Linked DNA regions of Zea mays: region 1 is linked to region 2. A link is a contact called in public Hi-C data. All regions are on one chromosome and are shown on one strand. Each heading gives the region's core, a stretch centred on a gene start, on an enhancer-like site or on the middle of the called end of the contact. The rest is flanking DNA. Distances are from core to core; before and after follow the strand shown. Region 1 holds the start of LOC118472218 (putative receptor-like protein kinase At3g47110). Region 2 holds the start of LOC100194212.

What was found. A called contact is a pair of places that touch in the nucleus more often than the background predicts.
Region 1: a contact with region 2 is called in a Hi-C map of tassel, with 9 times the contacts expected there. The contact joins the promoter of LOC118472218 here to the promoter of LOC100194212 in region 2. A contact is called at or near these places in 8 of 25 Hi-C or Micro-C datasets (bundle sheath, ear, endosperm and 4 more).

What each region holds. Positions count from the first base shown.
Region 1 is chr6:101,557,270-101,563,994 of Zm-B73-REFERENCE-NAM-5.0, reverse strand. LOC118472218 (putative receptor-like protein kinase At3g47110) reads left to right here and starts at 2,522. Exons shown (of 2, transcript XM_035960025.1): 1 at 2,522-5,626; 2 at 5,724-6,387. The coding sequence starts at 5,296. The coding sequence ends at 6,133.
Region 2 is chr6:101,333,740-101,340,257 of Zm-B73-REFERENCE-NAM-5.0, reverse strand. LOC100194212 reads left to right here and starts at 4,690. Exons shown (of 8, transcript NM_001351043.1): 1 at 4,690-4,890; 2 at 5,261-5,387; 3 at 5,533-6,049; 4 at 6,165-6,295; 5 at 6,401-6,518. The coding sequence starts at 4,739.

The DNA.
Region 1 (6,725 bases), core at 1,273-3,772, 230 kb before region 2:
ATTCGACCACCAAAATCATATAGGAACTAGGTGTAAGCCTAATTCCCTTTCAGCGTGGCGTGGCGTGGCGTGGCGAGGCGAGGCGAGGCAGGCGAGCGGGCGTGGTGTGGTTGTGTTAATTTTTAGCACTCACTAACCGCGTACGTTAGCCGAGTGACTCTGTCTCTTCGTCTGCCGAGTGACCCTGTCTCTTCGTCAGTCAGCCGAGTGACCCTTCTCCTTCAGCTGCCGACTTATGGCGTGACTCGGCAAGAGCTGGCCGACTCATGGCATAACTCGGCTAGAGCTGGCCGACTCTTGGCGTGACTCGGCGACCTTTCTCCTTCAGCTTCCCTCTGCGAGAGGTTAAATAGAGGAGCACCCCTGTCACTCGGTACACGCGAAAAAAACACTTTCAGAACACAGTCCAGCAGCCGAGTGAGGGTATTTCCATCTCGTGACTCTGCGCGCACAGAGAAGCGAGAGGGCAGGTGCCTCCGGAGCCCTTGCCGTTCGAGACCTTGCACGAGGGATCGGCAATTAGGTTTTTGGGGAGCGTCTACGCGACTGCCCAAAGTCTTCTTCCTGCTGACATGACAAGTGAAGTTGGACAAGGATCTAGATCCTCGGAGCGCATGACAGGGTATGATCAATTCATCTCCTTACTGTTTTTCATTCTGCAAATTATATATGTTCATATCTGTTGTTTTATTTATAGCCATAAATTTATCCAATCTGTTTTGTCGTATTATATCATGACGTGTCTGATGCCTGATCATACTAGTAATATGATAAATCTGTTTGTCTTAATTTTACAGTCATGCTGTTTATGTTGCTATCTGTTTATTTTCAGTTGTTCCATAATAATACATGTTCTATGTTTATTTGCTTATTATATTTATATGATTCATATGTTTCGTGTTCTCTTGATCCATATTGTTATGGATATATTTGAGATAATGATTTTTATGATTAAACATATTTTATATGTCATCATCATAATATTAATTTATGGAATTAAAATAATACGGAAAATGCCTATAATTCTAACACCTGGACCGTCTAAGCAGCTGCAGCAACTTGGTGGCTCTCTCCATCGACGACAACAAGTTCAGTGGCACGATGCCAGCATCCGTCGGCAACCTCTCCAAGCATCTAAAGACCCTCGGCCTCGCGAACAACCGCGTGTCCGGGCCTATTCCTCCCGGCATCGGCAACCTCGTCGCGCTCCAGCGGTTGCGGCTTCAGTCCAATCGCCTCTCCGGTGCCATCCCGGAGGCGATTGGGAACCTCAGAAACCTGTCGGGGCTGTGGCTGCAGGACAACAAGTTAGCCGGGCCACTCCCGTCCTCCATCGGCAACCTGACCCAGCTGCTCGTCGTTGACCTGAGCAGCAACAGGCTGAACGGATCGATCCCACGCACTCTAGCCAACCTGCAGCTCCTCACCTCCCTCAACCTCTCGGGCAACGCGCTCGCCGGCCCCGTCCCTAGCGAGATCTTCAGCCTGCCGTCCTTGTCGTTGGCGTTGGACTTGTCTGGCAACCAGCTCGACGGTCCGCTCCCGTCCGATGTCTCCAGCCTCGTGAACCTAGCGCAGCTAGTGCTGTCGGGGAACCAGTTCTCCGGCGAGTTACCAGACGACCTGGGCAGCTGCCAGAGCCTAGAGCTCCTTGCTCTGGACCGCAATCTCCTCGACGGAAGCATCCCGCCGTCGCTGAGTGGCCTCAAGGGTCTCAGGACGCTGAACCTGACGGGCAACATGCTGTCCGGGAGCATCCCGCCGAAGCTGGGCGACATGTCCGGCCTGCAGGAGCTGTGCCTGTCGAGAAACAGACTGACAGGGACGATCCCGGAGGAACTGGAGAACGCCAGCTCTCTGGTCGAGCTCGACCTGTCCTACAACGACCTCGACGGCCGCGTGCCGGCGCGCGGCGTGTTCGCGAACGTGTTCGGGCTTAAGATCGCCGGGAACGGGGCGCTCTGCGGCGGCGTCCCGCAGCTGGGCCTGCCACGGTGCCCGGCTGCTGCTGCTAGCGCTAGGGACACGCACCGTTTCCGTCTGCTTCTTCGGGTGGTGGCGCCTGTGCTGAGCGTCGCACTCTTGTCGGCGGCAATACTGCTGCTCGCCATTTTGCAGTGTTGGTGGAAGACGACGAGACGGGCGAAGACCGCAGCGCCGGATGTTCTCGAGGGCAAGAACTACCAGAGAGTGTCGTACGCCGAACTGGCCAAAGCCACGAACGGCTTCGCGTACACGAACCTGATCGGCGCAGGGAAGTTCGGGTCCGTGTATCTGGGCGCCCTGCCCCTGACGACAACGAAGACGAAGAGCAGGGATTCAGATTCAGAGCCCGAGAGCGTCGCCGTGGCGGTGAAGGTGTTCGACCTCAGCCAGGTCGGCGCGTCCAAGACGTTCGTGACAGAGTGCGAGGCGCTGCGGAACGTCCGTGTTAGGGAATGTGAGCACAAAGCCCATGCCGGCCCATGTTGCTAAGGAAAAGACTATAAAGGAGTAACACGGTCTCAGGAATGGACATCGAAGAATTATTCAGAGAACACATCTCCTTCTCCATTTTGACTGTACATCTTCCTTCCCACGCATCCAGTTGCAGGGCTCTAGCTCGTCTCCCTCTGTGTTCTAGTGCTCCTCTCCTCTATCCAGAATTCCAGATTGTCTTGCTTGCTGCAAACCTTCATTCTCTTGAGGTTACCAGTGAATCGAGTAGTTCCGTGTACGAGAGAGAGGTGTGTGCTAACAAGTGGTATCAATGTTAGGGAATGTGAGCTCAAACGGTCCGTGCCAGCCCAGGTTCAAAAGAGCAGGACGGTCAGGAGAATAGACATGAAATATTCAGAGTGTTACTGTTATCTTTCTTCTCCAGTTTTCTCTCTTCTATGTTTCCTCTACCTTCCCTCTAGATTCTTCTAGACCCTTCTAGAGTGGCTTCAACATTGTTCTTCTATCCTTAATCCTCATGCTGTTCTTCCTTCCCAGACTATAATCCTCTGTAATCGCTATTGTGAGTTGAATTAATACACACTGGTAGTGTGAGTTGTTAACAATTGGTATCAGAGGAGCGATTCTCCGAACCCTAGCACCATGGATTTCTCTACCGAGATCTCTCAGTCCACTCAGTTTCTCATCCAAGAGATCCGTAAGATGTTCGACGCGGCCGAGGCTCGGCTTGACTGGCGCTTCGCCAGACTGCTGCAGTCGAACCGTGACGCGGTGAGTCCACTACCTCCTCTTCTCGTCGTCGACGAGCCGAACCGCGTCGTGGCGAGCCCATCGCCGCTTCCTCCCGTCGTCTACGAGCCGTACCGCGACGAGGCCATGGCAGGAGCCGACGCCAGGGCGCACTACGGCGGGTACCTGCCCTGTGAGAGAGGAGGCCTCGCCACGGCGTGGCAACCGGGCGACCTCTTCGGTAGAGGCGTCTACTCCGACGAGCAGCGCTTCGAGGAGCCCATCAGCGCCGACAACTGTGGGGCCGATGCAAGGCGAGAAGTCGCGCTCGCGGCGCGTGTGCTTGCCGCCGACACGTGCGCAGCCGGGATCCTCGACGGCGCTGCGCCCTTTGCCGCCACCAGCGAGAAGCAGATGGCACCTGTGGCATCACCTTCGCCGTTCTCATTTCTGACCACAACATCAGCGGCTCGAGTTGCAGTCATGGAGACCACCACCAGCAACTCGCCACCCAAGTGTTCGGCAAAATGCTTGAACGTCTCATCGACGCCCAATCTGGCGTTGGGCGACCCAGAGGAGCCGGAGAATATCGTCGCGTCGAAGCCCGTCGTGGACAAACCGGTGACTAGCGCCAACACCAAGACGTTCCAGCACGAGATCAAGGACCTGGCAGTCAACGTCTATGGCAAGTGGCTGAGGCTCGGGATCTACTCTGAGGTCAGGTTCCAGACCTGCACCAAGGCCCATTCCGGGTCCCTTAGTCACGAGGAGCAGGACGCCAAGACCTTCGCGGCATGGGGAGTGGATTATCTAGCAGACCCGGTGTCCTACTCCGAGGAGTACGAGCTCTTGTTCGGCATCTACCACTCGACCAACACCGAGGACAGAATTCTTACCACCATGCCAACCTCGACATCCACGCTGCTCCACTCGTCATTGACATATGCACTTCCAGGTGCTTCCCTTCCAAACCTTGCCTTGCTGAGCTCGATGTCTCTGGAGCATGCCAGCTTGGGTGCACATCACGTGTTGGAGGAATTGTCAACACGCACCGATGACCTCTTCAGCAATAGAATCGGCTCCAAGCCCACACTCATGGCCTACGGTAGTGAGCTTCGTGTAGTCCGAGCTGACAAGTCAAGACGAAGCCCTGTTGGTAAGATAAGAGAGCTCAATGAAGACATAATTGTTCCCGAATATTATTACGCTGGTGGAGATGAACTCCAATCACTTAATGCTTGGTTTGGTCCAGAGGGGAATATTCAGATAATAGTTGAACTCCAATCACTTAATCTAAACAGTAGACCATCCTTGTCATTGGTGGTTTCGCTGGAGACTAGTACGAGTCCTCCAATTCTATGGCCAAGCCGTGGACCGCTCAACATGTTTGCTATGGTTCTATGCACACTTGAGGAAGCTGATCAATCATTCATATTCTACAGTATCGGCAGCTTGGGAGCAAGTGTATGTGCAGCAATAGAGATGACCATGGGCAGTCGATCAAAGGATAGCACCAAAGAAATACAGATGCCATGGGATCCTGGGTTGCAGAAGACCAATGAGTTCGGTGACCAAGGCAATTTCTCCATCTTTGTTTGGGATCCTGGTGATCACAATGTTCAGCCGATCAAAGGATAGCACACTGGTATTATTTGGATAAATTGCTTGCACTGGCAATGAGATCTCGATGGAATTGATGCCATGTATCGGCTTGGGGGCAAGCCGATTTTTAAGAAGGGGAGAATGTTAGGGAATGTGAGCTCAAACGGTCCGTGCCAGCCCAGGTTCAAAAGAGCAGGACGGTCAGGAGAATAGACATGAAATATTCAGAGTGTTACTGTTATCTTTCTTCTCCAGTTTTCTCTCTTCTATGTTTCCTCTACCTTCCCTCTAGATTCTTCTAGACCCTTCTAGAGTGGCTTCAACATTGTTCTTCTATCCTTAATCCTCATGCTGTTCTTCCTTCCCAGACTATAATCCTCTGTAATCGCTATTGTGAGTTGAATTAATACACACTGGTAGTGTGAGTTGTTAACAGTCCGGCACCGGAACCTGATCAGGGTGGTGACCTGCTGCGCCAGCGTGGACGCGAGGGGGGACGACTTCAGGGCGCTGGTGTTCGAGTTCATGCCGAACTACAGCCTCGACAGGTGGCTGCACCCGGGGTCCCGCGAGCTCGACAAGGACGTGAAGAGCCTGAGCGTGGCCCAGAGGCTCAGCGTCGCCCTGGACATCGCCGACGCGCTGAGCTACCTGCACACGAGCTCCGTGCCGCCCATCATCCACTGCGACCTCAAGCCGAGCAATGTCCTCCTCGGGGAGGACATGACCGCGCTCATCGGCGACTTCGGCCTCGCCAAGCTGCTCCTTGACCCGGGGAGCGACGACCCCGACCCTCGCGGCTGCGCCCAGGAAAGCACCATCGGCATAAGAGGGACGATTGGATACGTCGCACCAGGTAACCAACTCCAGCTTCCAATCCGGCGTGTCATCTGCCATGGATGATATGCGGCTTGTTGTCTGTTGTGCATGAGTGACAGCGACGTGTTGTGCAGAGTACGGCACGACGGGGAAAGTGACGACGCATGGCGACGTGTACAGCTTCGGGGTCACGCTCCTGGAGATCTTCACCGGAAGGTCGCCCGCCGACGGCGCGTTCGAGGATGGGCTCACGCTGGTGGAGTTCGTGGGCGCGGCGCTGCTGCACGACAAGATCGAGCAGGTCGTCGACCCGGCCCTGCTGCCGGCCGTGGGGTTCGATGGCGACGCGTCCCGTGGCTCAGGGGAGAGCGGCGCGCGCGTCCCGGTGCACAACTGCCTGGTGTCTGCCCTGAGGGTCGGGCTCCGCTGCACACGGGCAGTGCCGTACGGGAGGCTGAGCATGACGGATGCGGCCTCCGAGCTGCGAGCGATCAGGGACGCTTGCGCAGTTGCGCTCGCGCCGCCAGTGTCCAGTGATTCCTAGGTGTTCGGCTGGTCAAGGTAAGAGTAGGACCAGTGATTCCTAGGTATTGTACCGTGGCTAGTGGGCTGATCTATGGGCTCACCTAGGTCAAGTTACGTGTGTCTGGGCCAAAAAGCGCGGCATGGGCTCATTCCCCACTGCGAAGTTCAAAAGCCTGCGTTCGGCACGAGATATGGGATAATGGGAACACCATTTTTCTAAAAATTCCTATTTTTCCAAAGAAAATAAACTATTTTTCCTTTAAAGAATAAAAATCCCAAAAGCTTAAGCATTTTAACCCAAAACCTGTTACAGTGGCTGTACTAACCATTTTAACCCAAACGCTTAAGCTACACTTCAACACTCTCACTCAGCCACAAACGTGGAAATAAATGGATGTAGGCACAAATAAAGTCTCTACCAGAATTTAAACTCGAAACCTCTGCCTTTGATACCATGTTAAGTTACATGCATCAATCAGTTCAAACCAAAAGCTTAAGCTAACGGAAAGAGATGGACAATTCATTTATATTATATTCCAACATTTCTCCTCACATCGAGCCTCTCTTAGGTCTCAAACGTATAATAGGAGCGAGCAATAATTTTTTTTAAT
Region 2 (6,518 bases), core at 3,441-5,940:
AATTCTATGTGTTTTAGCTTTGGGATCTCCTTCATGTGACATTTTCAGAATGTTCCAAATGTCACGTGCATCTTCTCTTCCTTGAACTTTCTGGTACTCTTCCGGACAAAGGCTTCCTTTGATTATGCTCACTGCTTGAGCATTGCAATGCACCTCTTGCATCATTTCCGATGTCATATGTTCTCCTTGGGTAGGCTTATGCATACCTATATTAACAATCTCCCAAAGACTAGGATGCACACCGATTAAATGTGACTTCATCTTATTGGCCCACTCATCATAGTTCAACTCACTAAGAGTTGGTAACTTTCTGAGTGGAGCCAAAGAGAAGTTTGGAATAAAATTTCTAGAATAATCAAATTGAACCTTATTGAATTCGGTAAATTTACTTTTGGTCGATGATCCTTCGGTGCTGAGACTTACCTTGCTCATCACCCTTGACACCAAAAGTTCCACCAAGTCATCATTATATTCAATCTTTTCTTTTCCTCTGTCTTCTTCAGCCTTTTGTCTTGTTCTTCTTCTACGGCCTTTTTCTTTGCATCTTCCTCTTTCATTTTGAGGAACATTCTCTCTGCAATCTTCATGGCGAGGTCGAGGACCTTGGGGTCCATTCCTCACCGGTGGAGGTGGTAGGAATTTCCTTGAGAAGAGGATCCACATGGTCCCTTTGCATAGACATGATCGCAACCTCACGCGGTTAAGCGTAAAATGAGGCACGAAGTTCTGATACCAATTGAAAGTAGCCTAGAGGGGGGTGAATAGGCTACACCTGAAATTTCTCACCAAAAACTTCGAGATAGTGTCAAATTCAAGTTGCACTGGTGCAAACTGGTTCAGCTGATTTTGTTCCCAACTGAACAAGTTTGAACCTGCTCAACTTAGATTAGATAAACAGTTAAACAAATATCACGAAGTAATGATAGATTCTTTTTTAAGACTTGCTCTAGAGAAAATCCACTCGAATGGGTGACAAATCTATGTGGACCAGTTCCACAAGATTTGCACACAAAATAAATAGATCAGAACTAACCAACAATTAAAGCACTTTTCAAGAATATACCAAGAACACACGATTTAACCCAAGGTTCGGCAATCACCACAAAGGTGTCCTACTCCTCGTTGAGGAGCCCACAAAGGGTCGGGTCTTTTCCAACCCTAATCCTCCACAAGCCGACCACCAAGGTCAAGGCAATCTCTTCTTAACTTAGCTCAACGAGTGGGTGATACAAACTTCTTGGGGTCGTCCACAAATTTGGAGACTCCCATGCAACCTCTATCCGTCAAGGAACACAAGGTTCCAAGAGTAACAAATCCGCACAAGATTAAAGTTTGTGATGAGCTCGAGAGATGAAGAGAAAGGGAGAATTGAGATGAAATCAACAGCGAGTTAGACAAACTTCACCTCACACCAAGGGTCCTTCAATCAATTGAAGGAGATGCGATTTTAGGTGTGAGATGTGGAGTGAATGCTCTTGTTTGTGAGTAGGTTAGCTAGGAAATCGTGAATGGGGCTAAAGTGAATGAAGAGAGAGAGTGCAAGGAGTATATAAAGGAGCCCCAAAAAGATGGTGGCCGTTGGAGAATTCTGACTGAAAACCGGTTGAGCCGGTCCTAAAACCGGATGAGCTAGTTTCCACCAGAGTGGTTCTCGGTTCAGGGACTGGCTCAACCGGTCAATGAACTAGTATCAAAACCGGTTGAGCCGTTTTCAACAGTCTACGCACTGCTTTTTCTGACATGGCAGACTGGCAGACAGTCAGTGCAGAAAAGAGCAGGGTGAACAGTCCAAAAAAACCGGTTGAGTCGGTTTTCAAAAAGTTTGAGCTGGTTTTTAGAAAACATGACAGAACCTTGGGGAAGTCTGAGTGGGAAATAAAAGTGGTTTTTCCAAGAGCATTCAAGGTCTAACAAAATGTTTTCTTAGAGGTTTTTGAAGAGGTTTAGACTGAGCTCATCGCAGTTACTTACTCAAATTTTGCGGATCCCTCTTAATTGAATGGTGATTCCTATAACTCAAGAATTTGTAAAATTTAAACTGTCGTTGTTCACAAGCACTCGAAACACGCCATATGATGTAGAATTTTAATCCACGGTGCTTTCCCTTTTGTGTACATATGGAATCTGTGCTCCTTCTATCTTTAGGATAATTGTATACATACTAGGAGCAAACTTGTTAGAAACTCTGTTTATTTTGTCATTTAATCACCAAAACCCTCAGTAAGGGTTGATTGCACTTACAAAAACATATCTTAGTAGCGATTTACTTGCATATTATTTGTAAACTAGTCGGTTGACCGTGCGTTACGACGGTTCACAACAGTACCCACGTAAACTATCCACCAAAAATATCTCAAGTTTTTTATTGATTGTCTCCGCTCTCCGTATAATGTTTTTTATTTGACTAACTGATGTTGTTGTTTACTCCATACAATATGTCTTGGTACAACACAGGCAATGAAGAGAGCGATTAAAAGAGAGTTCACAATGACTGACTGAACGAACAGAGATTATAGAACGACATAATTCTACCATACAGAGACCAAATAAGAGCAAGTTTGTGAGCTCAAGTTTCTAAAATAAGTCACATGAACTCAAACTTATAAAAAAAAGATAGATCAAAATATGGATTGGTTGTTAAAGTCAGGCATCAATAAAAACTGGATGCGCTCCATACAAATTATGGTACTTCGTAGCGATTACTAATGTTTAAAACCAACAAATAACTTTTTCTTTTACTGTTAGCCTAACAAATCATTGCTGCTCCATCCAATTCAGCAACCTCAAACACCATGAAGTCCATTGCACCAATATGGTCTCAGAAACAACCTAATGCATGCAAGAGCCAAGAACACAATGGATGAGCACCATGTGGTAGTGCCCGCATAGATCTCCAAATCCTAACACGTATTTTGCAGGATCCATGAGCCATCATCAGAAGAACACAAACCATGCGCAGATAATAAATAAAGTATTAACACACCCAAATTATGTTCAGTCATTAGCACAATAAAAAACTAACACCCAAAACAACAGAGGAACAACGCAATATTTTTTGCAATGACGGAAGGATGAGTGACAGGTACATAGAAGTGGTAGAAGCATACCGAGTCGACACTGTGGTAAGGGAAAGGCCATATAGACAGGCTATGTAGAGCCATCAGGTTTTCATAGAGCAAGAAAGGAAGGGAAGAGGCGGGCAAACCTGTTCGTTGCCGAAGAAGGACACGGCGAAAACCTGGGCATCTGGAGGCGACATATGTAGTATACCGCTAGATACATATAGGGAGAGAGCACACAAGCGGAGAAAGAACCCCAGCCGGAGCAGCTCAAAAACCTAGAGGCACCCGCATCAGGCATCAGTACGAGAAGGGCGAGAGAATGCGAGTGCCTTCCTAGCCCTAGACCCGCCAAGGCGACACAACAACACCACCAACTCTATAGCATATGCCGACTGCTACCGAGCTACGGACCTTGGTTGTCCAATATCTCATACATGGACTCCCCATCGCCAAGATAACCTACGCGTGGCAGGCGCCACCGTGTCCTCCACAGCGGCACGCATGGAGAAAGGCCAGGAGCAAGACCGACTTGCCACGTACCCACATAGACGAGGGTCGGTCGGCTCGTGGCTGCGACCGCGGGCGTGGGCAGCAGGTTGGGGAGGAAGAATAAGACGAAGGCAGGGAAGACGAACGAGACGTCCGGCAACGACGAAAACGATGGTGCACGCATGCTGTGAAACGTTCTCATGGACGTGCAATAGCCAGTACGCAGGTCGGTGTCGGGACTGGTGTCGGACGAATATGGGGAAGAGACGCTTGCTCCCACGTCCTCTGCCGAGAATGGGGTCGTATGGAGGCGAAGGCATGAGGGAAGAGAGAAAAGAAGTAGGATGACGAACGAGGTGGCGGCAACTGAGGCGAGTACCATCATTATCGTGCGGAGGTATAGACGGCCAATGGACCATGTCTGGCGGGCCGGGCCGGGCCGAGGCATGATCCATTTAATAGTGCTTGGGCCAGCCCGACATGAGCGTCGCCCCGTGCTTGGGGCGTAGCTTCGATCCGTAGTGCTGGCCCGGCCCGACACGCTTAAATTTTTTATAAAAAATCGTATATACATATGTACAATTTATATTCAATATTCAGAATACCTGAGCATGTTGATCTACTAGTTAGATAGCTTCACTCAGTGTCTTCCACCCTTCTTCCATTAGGACGTGACTTCGAACCCCCACCTTCTGCACTGTTTTTTTAATATTTTACGCTGATTCAATCAAATGGATTGACAGCCTAATGGGCAGGTCCGACACGGTCAGCAGGCCGGCGTGCCAAGACTAGACCGGAGCTGTGGGCGTCGGGCCTAGTGGGCTCATGCGGGTTGTTGTTTGACCATCTATATGTGTGGGTGTGGTTTGAGACGTGGAGCGTTGAAACTGATGCTTTAATATAGAAAAAAAAGATAGAGATAGAGATTTATAATTTTCTATAAACATTTCATACTTTTTTTAGAACATACAATTCACATTTTTTCACACGGCGTCCAAAGAAAATGATGGACGCCCAACAAAAGATGCTGCGTCTCCTTCCCGGCCCGGCCCAGACCAGCTCAACGGGCAACCGCCTCGCTGAGGCCGAACCGTCGCTGGGTGCTAGAAGAACGCTACGATTTCTCTTCGCTTCTCCTGCCTGCGGTTGTGCGGCCTGCCTCCGGTAAGGAGTCAGCCAAGAACGCGATGCGACCGGCCTTCTCCGCCTCCAAGCCGTCGCCGTCCGGGAGGGAGAAGGGCAGGAGGAAGGGCGCCTCCGCGGCCGAACAGCTGCTCACCGGCCAGGCCGTCCCCCTCCGCACCCGCCTCCACGACGCTCTCGCCCTCGGCCTCACCAAGTAATTACTGATTCCCACACTCCTAAGACGAATTCATAGCATCTATACTTCTACAAGCGTGCCGAGGAATTAGCTCTTGTCCACTATGCAAACAAGATTGCGTGGTCTAGGTAGCTCGGTTCGCAACTTTGGTGATTTCACCTGGTATAATCTCGCCCCGAGTTGTATAATACATAGTTGCTTTAAAGGTCTGAACCCTGTGTTTGTATAATACATACCATACAGGACATGAGGACATAGTTGCTTTAATATTCAGAGACATGGCATATAATCAAATTAATAGAGAAATAATTGGGTTGTAGGGATGTGTTTTCACCAAGGTGTGTGTTCTCTTTGCTCTGTTTTTTTTAACCTTCTATGTATATGTCAGGTCTGATGGCCACGGTGCTAAAAAATGGCAGTCTACTGATGCTGGAGTACAGTCTCACGTGCTCAAATCGGTGGGTGCATTTGTCGGTTGTCTTTCAAATGAACTGCTCAGACTTCCTCCTATAAAGGTATAATCCCCTGTATTTCGATTTGCATTAAAATGCCTTCTTCAGCTGTTCCAAGTTATTTCTTAATGTCCTTGTGGTATACTCTTCTAGAGTGCTATTTATAAACATGAAAATACTATTGTAACCAGAAGTGTTTGTTTACCAGGAGTCAATTTCAGATATACTTGTAGCACTGGAAGGTATTCTTAAGACAGAGAACGTTTCAGTTCTGATCCAAGCAGCTGACGTGAGCTCGAAGTTTTTCTCTACTTTAGGAAATTCTGTTCGCCAATACTCAGTTTTGGAGATGGTTTCGTGCCTCTCATGCCATTTGTCTGCAAATCAGCTACGTATTGCTTTACCATGTGCAAGTGCATTGACTTGTATATTGAACAACCAAGTTACAGCGAGAGCTTCGACTCAGGCAGAAATTTGGGAGGCTCTGGACAAGACCAATGCAGTTGCGAGTGTTATTTCAACTCTACAGAATTACACCGAAGATGTCCATCCACTGAACTATCTGACAGAGATGATATCTCTGCTAAGAAGTATACTGTGGATTTGGCCTTCCTCGAGATACCATGTATGGAGCAATCACAACTTGATGGCCAAACTAGCACATTACTGTCTTACTGCTGAAACAACAGTTTCAGCTAAAATTCTTAAGCTATATGCTGCTTTAGGTACATCTGTGCCTGTGGTAATTATCCTCTTTGACTTCTGTGTCCAGTTTCCCATAGATATTTTGCATTCTCATTTGGTTTCCTCTTTCACATCTGAAAACTATCTGTAATTCAGCTTTATGTGGCAATGGAGCAATGGTCCTTCTTAAGAATGAAGAGCTGATCATTAAGACTGGTAACCTTATGGGAAAATCTCATCCTACTGTTACTAGGATTGAAGCATTGAGGCTCTGCCAGGTTTTTCTGGTAAGAATCGTCTCAACAGAATTTGATGGTTGAATAATATTACCCAACTATTATACATGTTTTCCCTCCAGAAAGAGAAACTTAAAATGGCTTTGTTGCCTACAGAGATCTTCAAGGGGCTGCAATTGGTTGATGACTGCACATGGTCAGCCTATTGTTCAAGGCATAACCAATGCCATGTCTGAAATAAATGAGAAGACATTAGTAAGAGAGGGATGTCGGA